Linked DNA regions of Zea mays: region 2 is linked to region 1. Evidence: chromatin contacts called from public Hi-C data. All regions are on one chromosome and are shown on one strand. Each heading gives the region's core, a stretch centred on a gene start, on an enhancer-like site or on the middle of the called end of the contact. The rest is flanking DNA. Distances are from core to core; before and after follow the strand shown.

The links. A called contact is a pair of places that touch in the nucleus more often than the background predicts.
Region 2: a contact with region 1 is called in a Hi-C map of ear, with 2.9 times the contacts expected there. The contact joins the promoter of LOC107303345 here to the promoter of LOC103626462 in region 1. A contact is called at or near these places in 2 of 25 Hi-C or Micro-C datasets (ear and tassel).

What each region holds. Positions count from the first base shown.
Region 1 is chr5:64,112,358-64,116,172 of Zm-B73-REFERENCE-NAM-5.0, forward strand. LOC103626462 (serine/threonine-protein kinase ATR) reads right to left here and starts at 1,845. Exons shown (of 17, transcript XR_002262295.2): 1 at 1,542-1,845; 2 at 1,284-1,437.
Region 2 is chr5:64,437,048-64,441,421 of Zm-B73-REFERENCE-NAM-5.0, forward strand. It overlaps LOC107303345 (Senescence-associated protein DIN1), which reads right to left and starts at 3,107. Exons shown (of 6, transcript NM_001320712.1): 1 at 2,830-3,107; 2 at 2,527-2,739; 3 at 2,336-2,409; 4 at 2,176-2,246; 5 at 2,018-2,071; 6 at 1,382-1,907. The coding sequence starts at 2,918. The coding sequence ends at 1,833. LOC100501638 (GDSL esterase/lipase) reads right to left here. Exons shown (of 4, transcript NM_001196319.1): 2 at 4,345-4,374; 3 at 3,975-4,226; 4 at 3,333-3,882. The coding sequence ends at 3,400.

The sequences.
Region 1 (3,815 bases), core at 595-3,094:
ATATTACAGGAGCTTCGTCACAAACAAAGATTCATGATGGGAGTCTCTTTCTCCGTCGAAGGTCTTCAAGATGAAAATATAGCCCGAAAATGACAACAATGAACGCCAGTGTTATTAAAACTACGTTTAAATGGTGTTTAAACTACGTTTAAACGTCAGAACTCTAATTAGAGATTGAAATCACGTTTTAGCGTTTTGGCGTTATAAACTATAAAATGCAGTGTTTTATGCATTTTAGACCATTAGCTATTTTTGGACTCAGTCTATTAGTTACTTTTGGGGTTCAATCCAGCTCATGGGTGAAGTTTTGGTAAGCCACTGACATCTCTGCTTTGGTATTTAACTTCATATTATTGTCTGAAATTATGATATATTGGTATTTTTCCTATGTCGTTTAAAAGTCAAAATTTCACCCATGAGCGTTCCAAAGTTTTATCGTTTTAATAACCTTGATGAACGCTAAAGTTATAGCCGAAGAGAAACAACTTCGACTTAAAGTGGTGTCGAAGATCAAGCATGTTGTTGAGTCGAAGAGAAAAATACTAGCTAGTCCCTAATGATTCATATTACAGTTATGAACAAATGTTAAGGTCATAATTGTATTTTTACCCGGGCTGCGTCCCGTGCCTATAAATAGATGAACAGTACTACCATACTGTTCACGCTGTATTGTAATCACTTTCGCGTCAACACCTTCGAAGAAGCCGAAGGTATCAATGTAATATCTCATATGTTTAATATGAAATGAATATATGATGAATGGATAATATTTATCATCTCTATGAATTGTTATTCTCGTGAATGATGAAGGTGCGTCCTTCACGACCTTCGTCTGAAGATCATTATGTCCGAAAGGAGATGATGCTTCGAAGGACGAAGGTCCCTAATCTTTAACAATTGTGTTGACTTGTTCTTGATTCACAGCATTTGAGAACAAGTGACCAACAACATCATTGTTGTCGGTTCCTCTCAAGAAGCTATAGATGCAATAGCATCCGCACCTTTGGCCTCTGAGGCACTGAGATTTCCAGTTAAGTGCAACACATGTCTGCACGAATTGGTACCAAATGGACGATATGCAACACCGCCGCACACCTGAACGGGATAACTCCGTGTCCATTTTTTTAGGAAAGTGTACAGCACACGTGGTCCCAATAATAGCACATTAATACTGCAATAGCATCCGCAATCCATTCCCGGGTCGAAGCAAACTCAAACGCATGGAGCGATCGGACTAGGGTTTAGCGGAGGCGAAAAGGAGGGGAAGGAAGACCGCGCAGTACCTGAAATTGGGCTCGGCGAGGAACGTGAGGATGCGGGCGATGACGCTGAGGACGTCGGCGGCGCGACCGTTGTAGAAGACCCCGGGGAACTTGAGCGCCGTGAAGGTGATCAGCTTCAGGATTGCGCTGACTTCCCTGAGCTCCCTCCCGGCGGCTGCAACCAACCTCGGCGCACGGCAACGGTAAGGCCAACCGCGGTCCGCGGGAGTCTAACGTGGACGGAGGGAGCGAAAATGGAGGGGGGTGCGGCGCGCTCACCTTTGGGGGAGGGTACGACGTAGTCTCGTAGGAGGTTCGGGAGGACCTCGCGGAGTTTGACCTCGAGGTGCGCGGAGGCCGGCCCGGCGCCCTCGGCGGACGCAGTGGAGGTCGAGGTGGAGGCGATGAGGGCGCGCAGCTCGTTGATGTAGGTCGCCATGGCCCCGCGATCGCCGCCAGCGAAAACGGGGCCGGGAGGGGCGGAGGGCTCGGCGGCGGCCCTCGCTGGCCTTGCCCTTTTTCTTTCCCTCCTTAATTTCGAACGGAAGTGGAGGGGAGGACCGGAGGAGACATGTTCCGTGTGTTCCCCTCTCGTACGCACAGGTTGGCCGTTCGGGGTTCCCATTCGTAAGTTTAACTGGGCCGCAATGTAGGCCCAATTCAAAATTCAGAGCGAATTGGGTTGTTTGTTAGTGCAGGTATTTGTCGTCCAGTTTAATTTTCTTCCTCAAACTTAAAACAAGACTAGTCGGTTGCCTGGTATTTATCGTCCATTTTAATTTTCTTCCCCAAACTTAAAATAAGACTAGTCGATTGCACGTACGTTGCGATGGCTTACAACAATACCCACGTAAACTATCCACCAAAAAAATCTCAAGATGGTTTATTGATTTTCTCCGCTTTCCGTATAATATTTTTTGATTTAACTAACTGATGTTATTGTTTACTCCATCCAATATGTCTTGGTACAACACGGTCAATGAAGTGAGCAATTAGAAGAGAGTTCACAACGACTGACTGAACAAACAGAGATTATAGAATGACATAATTCCACCATACAGAGGCCAAATAAGAGAAAGTTTGTGAGCTCAAGTTTCTAAAATAAGTCATATGAACTCAAACTTTAAAAAAAGATAGATCAAAATATGGAGTGGTTGTTAAAGTCAGACATCAATAAAAACTGAATACGCTCCATACAAATTATGTTACTTCGTAGCAATTACTAACGTTTAACACCTTTCATTTTATTGTTAGTGTGACAAATCATTGTTGCTACATCCAATTCAGCAACCTCAAACACCATGGAGTCCATTGTGACAATATGGTCTCAGAAACGACCTAATACTTGCAAGAGCCAAGAACGTCGTGTCGTGTTTGGGTTGTAGCCTCGGTCCGTAGTGCTAGCCCGGCCCGACAAGATTATATTTTTTTATTTTATAAAAAACATATATACATATATACAATTTATATTCAATATTAAAAACATTTGATTGCCTCTTTGTTCTGATTTTGAAAACAAGACATATTACCTCTCTAAACTCTTGAAGATTACCTCGTCCTAGTTTTGAGTGGTTTTGAAGGTGGTTTTATCATTTTGCAGAGGTAAAAACTCAATAAATACTTAAAGGTTTTAAAAAACATAAAATGTTTATATGTGTTTTAAAAATCCAAAAACAATTATAAAGATAAGTAAGTATACACCAGATCAACAAAATATTTAGAACTCACAAAAATACCTTTAAATTATTCAAAAATATTTATATCTATATATATAATGAATACAATATATAGGAAACTCTTATATTATTTTAAGCGGTGTATATAAACATGCTCTGGATTTTTTGCATGGCAAAAACATGAGATGTAACTAGTGTAAATACAACATACATTGATGTTAAATGCATTCATCAATAGTACAATTTGGCTCTATACAAGCGGTAGACTTTTTACATCACAGGCGGTTCGGTTAGAAAATCGTCTGTGATGTCCCAGGCGGTTCAGTATGCCTGTAATGTAATAGTATCACAAGCGGTTTTTATTTAGAACCGCCTGTGGTGCTATATCCTTTTCACAAACGGACCCTAAGAAAAAACCGCATGTGATTGTAAAAATATGAAAATACAATTTAAATATGAAAATAATTTTAATTTTTAACAGAAATATGCAAATACAATTTAAATGAATTAATATTTAATTTTTAACAGAAATATGCAAATACAATTTAAATGAATTAATATTTAATTTTTAACAATAATATGCAAATACAATTTAAATAAATTATAATAGCACACATAGATAACTAGAGAGATTTTAAATTAATTGGCAACCACAATTCATAGTCGATCATACATGATAACTGTCGGGGACCATAATTAGGGGTACCCTCAAGACTCCTAATTCTCAGCTGGTAACCCCCATCAGCATAAAGCTGCAAAGGCCTTATGGGTGCGATTAAGTCAGGGATCAGTCCATACGAGCGACTCGATCATGCCTCGCCCGAGCCTAGCCTCGGACAAGGGCAGCCGACCCGAGGGATTTTCGTCTCGCCCGAGG
Region 2 (4,374 bases), core at 1,857-4,356, 330 kb after region 1:
GGCAGGAGAGCGGCGGCGCGGGCGAGCAGGGAACGAAGACAGAAAGAAAGAGAAGAAGGGCGACCGGGACCGTTTTAAACTTTTAGTTTTCGGCGGCCAGGGCTAGCCGCCGAAAATAACTGCTTATTTTCGGCGGCCAGGGCTAGCCGCCGAAAATAACTGCTTATTTTCGGCGGCTGTGTCAGAAGCCGTCGAAAGTAACGTTATTTTCGGTGGCTGTGTCAGGCCGCCGAAAATAAGCAGTTATTTTCGGCGGCCAACCCCTGGCCGCCGAAAATAACAGTGGCCGCCGAAAATGGTGCACAGTGCTGTTGTGAGTGAGATAGAGAAGAGTAACACCTGAATTTGGATGATTATAAGAAATAAATTTTATACCCCCAAATTCAGGGTGTTACATCTCACGACGGTGAGATTGCAGAAACCGGACTAGTGGATAAAGTGTACACCTCTGTGTAGAGTTTAAAACCTATTCGAATAGTCCGTGTCCACGGATATGGATGAGTCATGGCATGAATTTGACAATTAGTGTTTTGTTTTCCAAAAATGCTTTTGAAAAGTAGTTTAAAAAGGTCCGGAGGTTGAGTCGTGAGCTATGGTGGATGAGAAGTCCAATACCTGTTTTTGAAAATGAAAATCGGTGGGAAACTGTTGAGATACCTGGATGGTTTAGTTAAGGGGATTTTGTTCTATATTAAAAAAATCATGCTCCTTTGGGAGAGGATGCGCTTTGAAAAATATAAAATGTTTTACAAAATAACTCTGCATCAAATATTGCTCTTTCTACAAAATATCCTGAGCTTCAGATACTCCATGCAGTATATATGATTTTCCCATTCCGTGGATGAAGATGGGCTGATGGGTACGTAAGTACTCACTCTTACTTATTTGTTGTTTTTCAGAGAAGGAGATCGTTGATCGGGTAAAAGTTATGTCTGTTTCCAACCATGTCTGTGGTTGTTGGACCGCTGATTTGCTTTAATGCGTATATCGGACTGCTTCAGCCCACTCTGATGATATGTCCCGAGTTGTGGACCAACTCTTAAAGTTGATCGCCACCTTTATAGGTTTGTCTCGTTTAATCAGATCTGAAACCATCTGCTGTATAAATGTGTTTACTAGCCTCCTCGGACTAATATTTATATCACATTTGAGTACTGGAGGATTGAGACGCTTCCTTGCCTATGTTAGCACTTTTGTTAGGTTCTCATGCCCATTGTCGCCCTCTCGTCAAGTGCTCTGATACTTTCGTTGTAAAACTCTAAACTTGACGGTTGACATTTAGCATGTTTAGAGATCCGGCTGGTCTGAGTCATCTGAATCAGATTGACTCGTCAGCACTTCTGTCGTCAAAGTCATCCTATTACGTTGCATAGTATATGTGGGAACTATCCAAACTGCTTTGTATTTCTGTTATGATAGTAATAGAAATGGGGACTGCTCATGTATTTAATGATTTTGGCTATAAAAAAGGATAAAATCATTCCAAACCAAGACAGAAGGTGATCTGACTCGTCTGAGTGGTCTTGAGAGTTCAGAGGGGTAAGGTGTCTAGTTTCAGAGTTCGACGAGGAAACCCATACTATGAACAAATCCGCATGCAGGGAGTACCGAGCAGATAAGAATGTCCTATGCATGAGATGAAGCATGACGTAAAAAAGAAAGAAGCCTACTCGTTGTGCTTTACTTTACAACATGCTCCATTCCATTCCCCAGCACTCTTTATTCCAGAACTATAGCAGAAGGCAGGAAGACATATGTACAGGCTTGGACAGAAAACGCTGGGCAAGCTCCAACCACACTTACGACGCCGGCGAGGCAGGCTGAAATCACCGTCACTGGACGGTAGGCAGCTCGTTCTCCCTCCAGGTCGAGAATCCGCCGGCGATGTCGGTGACAGCGGTGAAGCCCTGAAAACACGGTAGCAGTGATTGGATTGACTGGCATCGAGTCGCAGAACGGCAAGAGCGAATTTGTGAGGAGGAGGTGATGGAGTCGGGCCGGCCATCCCCTAGCTTACAGCGGAGCAGAGCTCGGTCGCCGCCATGAGAGACCTCTTGCCGCTTTGGCAGCCCTGAGAAGGAGGAAGGAGGGGTAGCAGCAGGCGGAATTATATTCCCACCGAGTGTTGAGGAACCGACTGAAATTCAGATTCGTTCAGCAAACGTAGCTACGTACCACGATGATCTCGTCGTCCTTCCCGAAAGCCCTCGACACTTGCTCGAGAAAGTGAGCGTTTTTCGTCATTCCTGCGCGTGGCATTCAGAACCGAGGCGGCGCAAGAACAGAACAGAATAGAACAGATGAAGCAACGCTTTTTTTTCTTTTTCTTTTTAACCTGAGCCGGTTTTGTTCATGTATGGGATGTTCACAGCTCCTTCAGGGTGGCCGGCGCTAAACTCGCCCTCCGTTCTACACACAGACCAAATCGAGAGAGACTACTGAACTGTGTCTGTGTGTCGATAAATGTGATATCTTTCAACTCTGCGTCTGTCGAGTAGTGGCTGTGCCGTGCCAGTCGTGCCGTACCTGACGTCGAGGTAGCGGTGGCCGGCCTGTTGCAGCTCGTAGGCGACGCGCACCGGCACAGACCGCGGCACCGCCGGCTCCGCGCCAGCGCCGTCGGAGCGCAGCGCCTCGGCGCTGCAGCTGACGCTGACGTTAACCAACCGGAGCGTCCTCCTCTTGGCCGCGAAGCGAGCAGGATGAGGAGCTAGCGCGGCGCCACCGCCGCGCCACAGGCTGCGAACGGAACGCGGCGTGACGGTGAGAGCATGCAGAGGGTGGGCGCGGATCGAGCTGCGTGGCCACTGACTCTGACTGTGTGTGTACCTGCTGGCGCCGTTGGCGGGGTGCGGTGGCGGCGCCGGATGGGCGAGGAGGAGGAGGAGGGAGACGCCGCTGGCCGAGGTCGCCATCATCGCTGCCCAGCCTAGTTCGCCGCCCTCGCGGTCTCCGTCGCCTTAGTTCACTAACAGCAAGAGGCTCTCTGCTTTACCGTGCCCGTGCTTGCTAATCACATCAGTTTCTCCTTTCCCTCGTTGTTAACTAATACTGTTGCGACTGGTGATCTTCCAGCTTGCTGTGTCATGTCCTATCCTTGCGGCATTTGGGGACCAAAGCTAGCTAGAGCAGGATGTCTGTCAGTGACGGAGCAGGCGGATCGGATAGATACGGGCGACGACGAGACGGATAATGGATAACGCGCGCGCGGTGTGGACGTGTGTGGTGTGGTGTGGTGTGGGTGAGAAACTGCTCGGGGGTCTGGGTCGGGGCAACGCAACAACAACACCACGCCGACACGATGAGCTCAGTCAGATAATCCTTTTTCACTTGTTACACTGACTTTATTACCGTTATTGCCGCTATATGGGCCACAAGAATACAACAAAAAATGAGAAATCAGCCTATCCTCATGCGGGCCAGCTGCTTGAAGCTGACGGGCGAGGTGTACTGGGCCGGGCCATCATAGTAGGCCTGCGCGCCCAGCATGGCGGCCCGCTGCGACGGGTGCACGGAGTCCCAGAAGACGTAGCGGTCACGGTCGGCGCAGAGCGTGGCCGCGGGCGTGCAGTCGCCCTGCGCGCCCAGCCGCCCGCTCCCGCAGCACGCGCTGTCGGCGCTCGCGAACCCCAGCCCCAGCGGGTCGGCCAGCGACGCCTGCGTGAACCCGAAGCTGTCGGCCACGGAGTAGGCCAGCCCCGGCAGCTGGTCCGCGGCGAGCGCGGCCACGGCGGACCTGAGCGCGCCGTCGAAGCCGCCGGCCAGCTGGTTCAGGCCGTCGGCGCACGCGCCGGTGGCGTTCAGCACGCGCACGCGAGGCACGCAGCCGACCGGGCCCACGTTGACGATGCCCACCTTCCTGGCGCCCAGCTTGTACAGCTCCTGATATATGCATGCCATGGAGGAATTCATGTGTATTATTATAATAATAATAATACTAGTTTGTCATATGGGTGGTCGTCGCCGCCACGTACGGTGATGGTGGCAGAGTAGTTGGAGAGGAGGCTGCCGTAGAAGGCCGTGACGTCGGCCTGCGTCGCTGTCCTGTTCTGCTCCGCCATTGCCGTCGCGAACGCGAAGAAGTCGTTGCTGCCGGCGCTGACGAGGAAGAAGGAAGCGGAGAGCAGCTTGCGCACCGCGCGCTGGCCCACTGCGGCCTCCATCTCGGCCTTGGTCGACTCGAACAGCCGCACCTGCTGCGACAGCGGGATGTTGTTTCCGGCGTTCTGCACGCGCGCACGTAGACATACGACGTAGTATACAATATACATACATGGATCATATCGTACAAGAAGATGAGCTGGAACATGTATATGCACACATGACACATGGATCACTACTTACAGTGGAATCCAGAATCCCAGCTCCTGCCGA